2 separate regions of the Oryctolagus cuniculus genome follow, and region 2 is linked to region 1. Evidence: chromatin contacts called from public Micro-C data. All regions are on one chromosome and are shown on one strand. Each heading gives the region's core, a stretch centred on a gene start, on an enhancer-like site or on the middle of the called end of the contact. The rest is flanking DNA. Distances are from core to core; before and after follow the strand shown. Region 1 holds the start of MEF2D (myocyte enhancer factor 2D). Region 2 has its middle 37 kb from the start of MIR9-1.

Region 1 (5,057 bases), core at 1,560-4,059:
TATGGGATGCCAGCACCACAGCCAGTGTCTTTACCTGCTATGCCAGTGCCAGCCCGGAGTTGTTTTTGTTTGTTTGTGTAAGTTTTAGTTTGTTGGGTATCTAAGTGTCTGACTCCTTGGGGATTTTTATAGCACTTTGGGGGCTGTTAGGTGCCTTTTCTTTAGGGAAGATATCTGTGTAGGCAGAAGAGAAGGTGAAACAACGAGTCAGGCAGCTGAGCCCGCTCAGGCATTTTCTACCCAGAGGATTCTGTCCAGGGACCACAGGAAAAAGATTTAGTCAGTCACTTTCAGGAAGTTCTTTCTTCAGTCTGACTTCCAGCAACATCATCTCCGGGACCCTTTCTTAGTCCTGCATGGAAATCAAGATCTCTGTTACATTCTCTCTCCTACGAAGCCTTTCTACATTCTAAATTCTGTCCCACTTGCCTCTCCTGCTCTGCTGGCCTGTGACTAGGGATGTCAGCATCTCCCCCACTGAGCTGGGCCCGCCCCTCCCGGCTCCTGGCCCTTTAACACCCTCCGCAGGTGACTCACCTTCCTTCCTCATTCCTTTGTTCAGGACCCAACATTCCACGGCTGGGAGGAAAGCCAGCCAATCGTAGCCCGGGCAAGCCTGCCTCAGGCTGGAGATTGGCTGGAGCTGTGGTTGGCGGGAGGCTCACCACGCAGAGCCACAGGAGGCTGGGGAGGGGGTTTCTGAGCTCAGGCCCTGGAACAGAGTTAGTTCTGGGGGCTGCGCTGGTTTGGGGAGAGGCTCCTTCAAGTCAAACTGGGCTCAGAGAGTTCTCTGGCTTGGGGAGCCTCGAAACTGGTCTCCTAGGGGGCTTGGCTACATCCATGCCCACTTTTTTTTTTTTTTTTCCACCTGTGCTCTGGGACCCAGTGGTCTAAAGGCTGAGTTCCCAGGCCTGTTCCTAAGAAGCGTCTTCCAGCAGCCCTGGACCTCTCCAGTCTCAACATTCTGCTTTCCCGACGTCGGAAACAGCCGGAAAATAAACACCCTGATGACTAAACGGTTTCTCCAGCTAGAGCCTGGGGAAGAAGCACTAAAAATAGAGGCCACAAATGAGGGGAGGTTCCCCACTTGGGGGGGGCACTTTCCCATCCCGACACCGCCTCCAACCCGGCCCAAGGCTCCATTCTCCAGGTCCTTGGGGAAGGGGAAGAAGGACCGCTGCCTATCCCGGAGTCTTGGGCAAGCTAGCCCTGCCTGGTGCCCTGACTCCCAGATCCAACAGAGAGCTGAGAAGCTGCATCTGGGGACACTGTATAAATCAGGTTTCCTGAGGGAGAGGCCAAATAGAAGGGTTGGAAACTGAGGCCAAGGAAACAGGAGCCTGCTGGCCTTCTGTCTTAGGAAGTACAAGATAAGCTCCAACCTATTTGCAGAATAATTCCTCTGAACTTCTCCTCTGAGGCTTGCTTGCATGGGCTACCAGGGACCCGAAGGAGTCCTTCCAAACCAGCCCTTAGTTATTACAATGCAGCATGTGCACTCAGCGAAGCCATCTACTTATATGAACTAATTGACTCTTCACACCCAATTTATGAGTTAGGTAGTCTTATCACCAGCTCCATGTTCCCCGGGAGAATCATGAGGTGGAGGAAGTTAAATAATGTGCAGGTATTCACAGTTAACAAGTGGCGGGGCAAGGACTGGCACCAGGGCAGCCTGCCTGCAAAGCTGGCTTCTAACCCCCAGGACATGGTGCCTCTCTGTGTATATTGGTCTCTCCAGCACTAACCCAGAATTGAGCCTTTGTCTAGTAAATCAGACCTACCCAGATAGAAATCAGGGTGTGCGAGGGACTGAGAACCTCTCTGTTCTGCAAGGCTCTTTTGAGACCTAAGCCAAATTCAAGCATTTTCGCAAGCTCCAGGTGGAAAGCAGGACTTGGAAGTCGCAGGAATTGGGGGGGGGGGTGCTGATGGGCCAGTTGTCCAGCGGCCTGGCACCCACCCTCTCTCGGAGGACACTTCGAGACTCACCACTCCCTGAGGCCAACAGGAATTTTTTTAAAAATTATTTTTAAAAGCTACTGCTACATCTTTAATAAGATGTTTCTGAGTATTTCCTGTGTGGCAGGTGGGGGGTGGTTAGGGTGCCGCCCCTTTAAATTGCCCCTTCGGCAGTCAGTGCTCTGGAGCCCGCAGGCACTGGAGATTAGGTCACCCAAGAACTATGAGCTGTCGCTTTAAATTGCTGGGCGTCAGCCGAGCCAGGCCCAGAGAGGGGAGGGGGCTGTCACAGGTAGAGGGAGCGGCTGCGCTCCCCAGGTAACCCCCCGAGAGGAGAGCGTGGCGCTTTAAGCGGCGCTTTGTCACACACTAAGTGGGGGAGAAGGCAGCCTCTCACCTCCTCGGTCTCCCCTGAATTTCTCCACTTAAGACTCCCACCTCCCGACTCTCCCGGGGCTGGGGGCGGGGAGCCGAGGCAGCGTGCGCGCCGCCCGCAGGGCCTCCCCGGGGGCCGACCCCCTCGAGCGCGGGGCAGCAGCGGTGGGGGCGGCCGTCCCGCGAGCTCGGAGGGCGCGCCGCGGGCACGCGCCGACCCCTCGGCCAGGCCTCTGGGTCTCGCCTCCCTACTTTGCCTGTCTCTGGCTCTTTCTCCTCGCCGGCAGGCGGAGGGATCCGCCGCTCCTGGCGCTGCAGCCTAGCTTGGAAGGGCGGCGGGGTGGGGGCAGACCCGGCCGGGCCGGCCCGAGGGAAGAAGGGGGCGGGGCCGCGCCTCGGGCCCCGCCCCTCGTCGCGGCCCCGCCCCTCCGCCCCCACGAGTTCCTCCCATTGGCCCCCCCGCCTGTCCATCACCCCCGTTCCCCCCCACTCAGCCCTCAAGCTAGGCTGAGCTGTGCCTACGTCGGCCTCGACTCCCGGGGGCTGGAGGAGTTACCTTTGGAGCCCGAAAGGAGGAAGGAAGCAAAATATCAACAACAGCCGAGGCGGCCCGGGCACTCGGCCCCGGTCCCTTCGCTTGCCCGCCGCCCGCCTGCCCGCCCCCGCGCCCACGACGGGGGCCCAGGCCCCCCGGCGCCGCCCAGGGCCCGCGCGGACTCCGGCCTCATTTGTTATTCCCTCCGCCCGGAGCTGCGGCTTCCCAGTGTTGAAGATCCCCCGGACGAGGGGCGAAGACTGTCCCCTTCCTGCCGTGACACCCCTTTTCCCCCAGCGGGGCTGGTGAGTAGAGAAAAATAACGCGCCTGCCACTTTAAGAGCCCCCCTCCCCCACCCCGTCCTGGGGCTGGGGTGGGGGTGGTCCGGACCGTCCCCCCGAGGGGTGGGATGCGGTCGCCCCCTGGGCCGGGAGAAAGTCGCGGGGCGGGCGGTGCTGTGGCGTGGCGGCGGTGGGGGAGTGCGCGGCGGACTGTTTGTTTGTGTTAGGAGTCGGCTGTGGGGGACATGTGGAGTGGGCTGCGATTCCCTTGGGTGCTGGAGGTACGTGGTGGGGACCGGCGGGTCGGGGGCGCGCCGGCCTCTGGGTGTCCGCGGGTCCCCGCGGCCTTGGAGCGGTCTGGGAAGGGGCACCATCCTCACAGGGGGTCTCCGGTGACAGCCGGGAGCGACTGACATTTTAACAGCCGGCCCTCCCTCCCTCTCCCTGCTCGCGCCGCCTGTTCCCTCCTCCTTGGCCCGAAATGGTGCAGAAGGGGGCCTGGGAGGGCGGCGGGAGGGTGGGGGCGGGGGAGCCGCAGCTGTTTGGGAAGCGGGGGAGGGAGGGGGATGTTGTTCAGATGACACCGGGGTGGTGGGTTGGGGTGTGTGAGCGTGTGTCTCCGGGGCGTGCTCGCCGGGTGCCTGTGGAGTTGGAACGCCGAGCCGCCGCGGAGGTGGGCACGCGGGACCCTTCTCGCCCGGCTCCCCGACCCCTGGTCTGGCTCGTCGGCAGCCCCCGCTGGAGAAGCCCCTGGCCAGAAGTTTGCAGCTGTTCAACATCTGGGCAAGAGTTCTCCAGCCCCCTCTCCTGTAGGACAGGCTGCACTGGGCCGGCAGTGGGGGTCTGTCTGGGGAGTGTGGCGGGGTTTTGGCAGGGAGGGAGGGCCCGGGAGACTAAGGTGTGTATAGGCTCCCACCCCAGTGCCAGCCCCCTTCCTGTTGGGTGTGGGTTGCACAGGGATGAGGAAAAGCGGCCCCTTCCCCTGGAGATTGTGGCTGACCACTCAGCAGCGATCCCAGATCTCCTGGAAGGAGGGCTCCTGGGTCTAGGCACAGTGTTGGGGGGAGGGGGCCCTCCCGGGTTATCCCAGGTTTGTCCTGCCTCCCCTTACACCTGGTGCATTGTTGATGGGTTGGGGGAGGGTGCAGCAGGCAAGATCCTGTGCGCCCCTTTCCTGCGCCCAGCCCCAGTGTGAGTGTCCCTCAGCCCTGGTGGCCTTGGTGGGAGGGTGGCGCCTAAGCCCGCCTCCTCCATTCCCTCTGGGTCTTTGCAGCAGTTTCGGGGGCCAGCCGGGACTGTGGGAAGTTTGCCGTCTGGGGCGGTGACCTTGGGCTGCTCTGGCCTGGAGATAGGAGGGGAGCCGAAGCCAGCACGAGACCGGGTGTTGTGGAGTTGGGGAGCTGCTGTCCGCCTCCCACTCCCTTCCAAACCCCCAGCAGGAAGGGCCGAGGGGAGCCCTGAAAAGCACATGTCCGTGTTCACAGATGCGGCCCCCCGGGTCACACCCGCCCCAGGACTTAGCTTGCCTGCCCCAGCTCCCACGGCCTGGCCTGCCTGGGAATGAATTTCCTTCCTGTGGTTTCCCAGAGTGTTGAGCAGGAGGTGGGGGTGGGGTGGGACCAGTGTGGGAGTGGCTGAGGACCTGTTCTAGGGGGCACTTGGGGGGACACTGGGGCTTGCAGAAAGCGCTTTCCCTACACAGGCGTCTGCACCTTGAGGCTCAGTGGTCCCATTCTCTTTGTTGTACCTCCCCTGCCCCCACCACGCACCCTACATGTGTTTCCTTGTGTGTGTGTGCATGTACATCTGTAAGGGAAGGGATCTCTGGTTTCTCTGGGAAAGGAAGGAACTTGAATTTACACACTGTATAGACCAGAGAGGTTGGGCTTTTTACCTGAGACCA
Region 2 (5,057 bases), core at 1,060-3,559, 37 kb after region 1:
CCCCCTGTCCCCTGCCCTGGTAACTCTTTCAAATATATATATACTATATATATATATATATATATATATATATTATAGTATAGTATATATATATATACTAAAAAGGAATACATTTATATATATATATATATATATATATATTCCTTTTTAGTAAATGATGGCCACAGTACTTTGGTCCCTGTCACCCGTGTAGGAATCCTGGATTGAATTCCTGTTTCCTGGCTTTTGCCTGGCCCAGGTCCTGCTCTCTGGGCATTTGGAGCATGAACCAGTTCCCACCACTGCACCTCTCAAATGAAACAAAAATAAGTAAAATTCTAAAATACCTGGCCTCATCCATTTTTGTTTACGGCACACAGCGTGTGTTCAGTGAGGCTAAAATGAGATTATGCGTGGGGAAGTGCACTTTGAAAACTCTACAGTGGGCCGGTGCCACGGCTTACTAGGCTAATCCTCCGCCTTGCGGCGCTGGCACACTGGGTTCTAGTCCTGGTCGGGGCGCCGGATTCTGTCCCGGTTGCCCCTCTTCCAGGCCAGCTCTCTGCTGTGGCCCGGGAGTGCAGTGGAGGATGGCCCAAGTACTTGGGCCCTGCACCCCATGGGAGACCAGGAGAAGCACCTGGCTCCTGCCATCGGATCAGCGCTGTGCGCCGGCCGTGGCGGCCATTGGAGGGTGAACCAATGGCAAAGGAAGACCTTTCTCTCTGTCTCTCTCTCTCACTGTCCACTCTGCCTGTCAAAAAAAAAAAAAAAAACTCTATAATGGTACGAACACGAGATTTAAAAATTTTTTTTTATTTATTTACTTGAGAGGTAGAGTTACTGACAGAGAAGGAGCGAGAGAGAGAGAGAGAGAGAGAGAGAGAGAGAGAGAGAGAGTCTTCCATCCACTGGTTCACTCCCAAATAGCTAAAATGGCTAGGGCTGGGCCAATCCGAAGCCAGGAGCTTCTTCCAGGTCTCCCATGCAGGTGCAGGGCCTGAGCACTTCCACTGCTTTCCCAGGCCATAGCAGAGAGCTGGATCAGAAGAGAAGCAGCCCGGACTAGAACCGGCGCCCACATGGGATGCTGGCGATAAAGGTGGAGGCTTAGCCCACTATGCCACAGCGCCAGCCCCTGATTATTATTATTTTTTTAATAAATATACTCAAAAGTGTGACTTTTTTGTAGCTTCTCCTCGACCTTCCAGCTGCAGGACTAGCGAATGGGGCTCAGCTATTGGTCCATGGACGAACAGCATCCCAGAGGCAGGTTCTTGGGAGGCGGGAAGCAAAGGGTAGTATCTGTTTCAGCCAAGGAGGCGGCCAGACGAGTTCTCTTGCAGCTCATGTTCTTCTGACTCACCCGCCAGTCCCATGGGCTGAGTAACTTTTCCAGCCTTGTGACTGTGGAAACGTTTCAGGAACAGCGGATGTGGAAGGGACACAGGGACCCCACCCCAGGCTCCACAGCCCGCGTCCTGCAAGGAGATGGATCTCGGAAGCTCCCAGTCTCCCTGCGGGGCCTGCCGGGTGTGGTTCAACTCAGCCCGGGGGCCCGGCCTGCATTTGTTCCCTGTGCTTTGCACTTGCTTCTCCGCGTTCACAGCTCCCAGGGCCTCACTCAGGCAGTTGTTTGGTCACTAAGTACGGTCCCCGCCTTCGCAGGGTGGCCGCCCAGAGTCACTCCTGTTTACTGCGCATCGGCCACCACGTGCCTAATAAAAGCCGGTGACGCCGCCGGCCAGGCGGCGAGAGGAGCGCTCGCGCCCGCAAGCCCTGCCCTCACGCGGCCCTCGGTGCCCGTCCCCGCCGCTGTCACAACCTTCGGGCGCCCAATCCCTGCCCGGCCGGCCAGCGCCTCGCCAAGGGTCTGGCCCACAGGGGGCGCTCCAGCCACGGGGAACTGGCAGCTGGTCCTGGGACACTGCGCCAGAAGCGCGGGCCCCGCCGCCCTTTACCGGGCCGCTGACCCCCTCCTCCCCGCCTCCCTCCCTGCTGGACACTGCAGCCAGGTCAGCCGACACTCCCAGCTCGCTGCACGCCGCCGGCACCGACTGCCGGGTCGGCTCGTCCACACACTGGCGACGGTGCGGACAAAGACCTCAACCCACTCCCTTCGCCTCCGGTCGTTGGGCGGGAAGTAGATTCTAGGCCTCGCTCCATTGGCTGCTCCAATGACAGATGGGGTCAACAGCCAACCACATCCTGCACAGGGCGCATGCGTACACAAAGACAGCCCCCTATATGGGAAAAAACGGAGCCTTGCGACCAGTTTTGGCTGAGTCCCCTGTGCTCCGGGCTCCGAGGCGAAGGCGCGCGGGCGTGAGTCAGACCGCCTCCGCCTCCCTGCTCCACTTGAGGGAGAGCCAGCGCCCTCTCTCCTCCTGGCCTTTCCCAGACCCTGACTGCGCCTGAAAGATCCAGAAGAAAGGATGGCGGTGCCTGGCCTTCGGGGCGTCACGAACGTGCTCGCACGCAGCCAGCCGCTTCGCAGTGTCCCCAGTGTAATGTTCACTGTCCCGGGAGTTCTCCCCAGACCGCCTCCATGGGTTATTAAGGAGGTGGCGCTGCCTGTCGCGGTGAAGTGAGCCTGAACGCAGGCTGCCCGGCGCCCAGTCTGTTTCTCCAAGGAGCTTGCGTCCGGTCGGCTGATGACGCCGAAGATAAAAGCGCAGGCACTGTCTGGGGTTTTTTGTGTGTGGTTTTTTAATAGTGAGTGCTCGAGGTATTCAGAAGCAGCAGGATCACTTGGTGTTCCTGTGATCTGCGCGTGAAGGTGATGAGGCTTGGGAAATGGGTACAAAGAACGCAATTGGCGTGGGTAAATCTCAGGAACGTAATACCAAGTGAAAGAGATTCCGGAACACTGCAAACGTTTGGAACCATTTTAAATAAATCTCTACTTGTTTTCATTTTATTTGAAAGGCAGTGGTTTTCAGAGGGAGAGACATCTTCCATCTCTGATTCACTCCCCAAATACCCCACAAAAGCCAGGGCTGGGCCAAGACAAAGCCAGGAGCCTCCCACGTGGACGTCAGGCACCCATGGACTTGAGCCATCACCTGCTCTTCAGGAGCTGGAGTGGGGAGCAGAGCCTGTGCTGGAAGCAGACATTGCCATATGGCACGTGGGTGTCCCAAGCAGTGGCTTAACTTCCGGGCCAAATGCCTGTCCCCAAAACCATTTTTATAAAGTCCAAAAACAGGGGCCAGCGCCATGGCCTAGCAGGTAAAGCCACCGTCTGCAGTGCCGGCATCCCATATGGGCACCCGTTGGAGTCCCGGCTGCTCCACATCTGATCCAGCTCTCTGCTATGGCCTGGGAAAGCACTGAAAGATGGCCCAAGTCCTTGGGCCCCTGTGCCTATGTGGGAGACCCAGAGGAAGTTCCAGGCTCCTGGCTTTGGATCAGCTCAGTTCCGGACATTGCGGCCAACTGGGGAGTGAACCAGGGGATGGAAGACCTCTCTTTCTGCCTCTCCTCTCTCTGTGTGTAATTCTTTCAAATAAATAAATATTTTTTAAAAAAATAAAGTCCAAAAACAAATGAAATTCAACAAATATTGTTTAGATATGTGTGTAAAACTTTTCAAAGGGCAACAGACTGATGAACACAAAATGTAGAAATATGGAGACCGGCGCTGTGGCACAGAGGGTTAAAGCCCTGGCCCGAAGCGCCCCATATGGGTGCCAGTTCTAACCCCAGCTGCTCCTCTTCCAATCCAGCTCTCTGCTATGGCCTGGGAAAGCAGTAGAAGATGGCCCAAGTCCTTGGGCCCCTACATCCACATGGGAGACCTGGAAGAAACTCCTGGCTTCAGATCAGCACAGCTCCAGCTGTTGCAACTATCTGGGAAGTGAACCAGAGAGAGAGGAAGACCTCTTTCTCTGTCTCTGCCTCTCTCTGTAACTCTGTCTTTCAAATTAATAAAAAAAAAAAATCTTAAAAAAAAAGTTACCTTGCATAGAGATTGGGATGGAGTGGGAAAGAACACACAGGAGGGTGGTATTGGTATGTTCTAGTTATTGGGTAAATAGCTCTATGGGTATTCATTTGCTTCTGTATGTAACATATAAATTATTGTTCTTTTTTATGTATGCAATATAATTTAAAGGACAGGCCAGCACTGTAGCACGGTGGGTTAAGCTACTGCCTGCAGTGCCAGCATCCCATAGGGGCACCGGTTCAAGGCTAGTGTGCCTGGGAGGGCAGTGGAGGATGGCCCAAGCATGTGTACTCACATGGAGACCCAGAAGAAGCTCCTGGTTCCATGGCTTCAGCCTGGCCAAGCCCTGGCCATCACAGCCATCTGGGGAGTGAACCAGCAGATGGAAGATCTCTCTCTCCGTCCTCTCTCTGTAACTCTTTCAAATAAATAAATCTTTAATAATAATTTTTTAGAAGTCATGTAAGGCCTGTGGGGACCTTGAGCTAAATATGCAGTGTGCCAGAGTGTGGCAGAGACCACAGTCCATAAACAAGCTGAGTGGATGAGTGACGCACTTCCGGACGGCTCGGTGTCTACTGGGGACAGGAGCTGTCTGTGCAAGTAATGAGTGCCCTGCACAGCGGCTGGCTGACGGTCCTCGGTCCTCAGGATCGGAAATGCCATCCGCGTAGAAGTGGCTGTCTGGGCAAACGTTGACTACAGAGTACCTCTGAGGTAGTTGTGAATACAGCATGAATGTGTGTGCTGGGAAGGTCCAGAATGTTCTGGAACAAAGTCAATGGACCCACCAATCTGGGGTGGTCCCACGGAAGTCCCATTCACTCCCACCTCTCATCAGCTGTGCCCTGGGAGGACGCTGGGGACCCCTAGCCTAGGACCAGAAGGAAAGGGTGAAGTGACTTGGCCAGGCCACGTTGCTGGTCTGGGAAGCCCCCTCCTGCACCTGCCCCACTTCCCAGTCCCCCAATGGAGCCCCCGGGGGCAGCAGGGAGATGGAGGGAGGTGTTTGTTCTGGTTTTTGGAGACTGAAATGGCTACCAATTTCCCCAGACCCTGGAACCAGCGAGGGCTCAGGAGGATGGGTGAGCTCTGGACCGAGGTGGCGTCCGCCTGGTGTGATCCCAGA

What was found. Hi-C and Micro-C count contacts between places; a contact is called where the count stands out from the background.
Region 2: a Micro-C map of ear pinna shows a contact between it and region 1, with 4 times the contacts expected there. The contact joins the enhancer-like site here to the promoter of MEF2D in region 1. A contact is called at or near these places in 3 of 6 Hi-C or Micro-C datasets (ear pinna, skin fibroblasts and an unstated tissue).

Annotation. Positions count from the first base shown.
Region 1 is chr7:42,253,502-42,258,558 of mOryCun1.1, forward strand. MEF2D (myocyte enhancer factor 2D) reads left to right here and starts at 2,810. Exons shown (of 13, transcript XM_070077525.1): 1 at 2,810-3,177.
Region 2 is chr7:42,291,367-42,296,423 of mOryCun1.1, forward strand. No RefSeq gene overlaps it. Among named protein-coding and RNA genes, the nearest start is that of MIR9-1, 37 kb to the right of the region's middle. Within about 2 kb of position 2,310, at least 7 of the 8 cell types and tissues checked have an H3K27ac peak or open chromatin away from gene starts, as enhancers often do. A contact at or near this core is called in ear pinna, where this site is marked.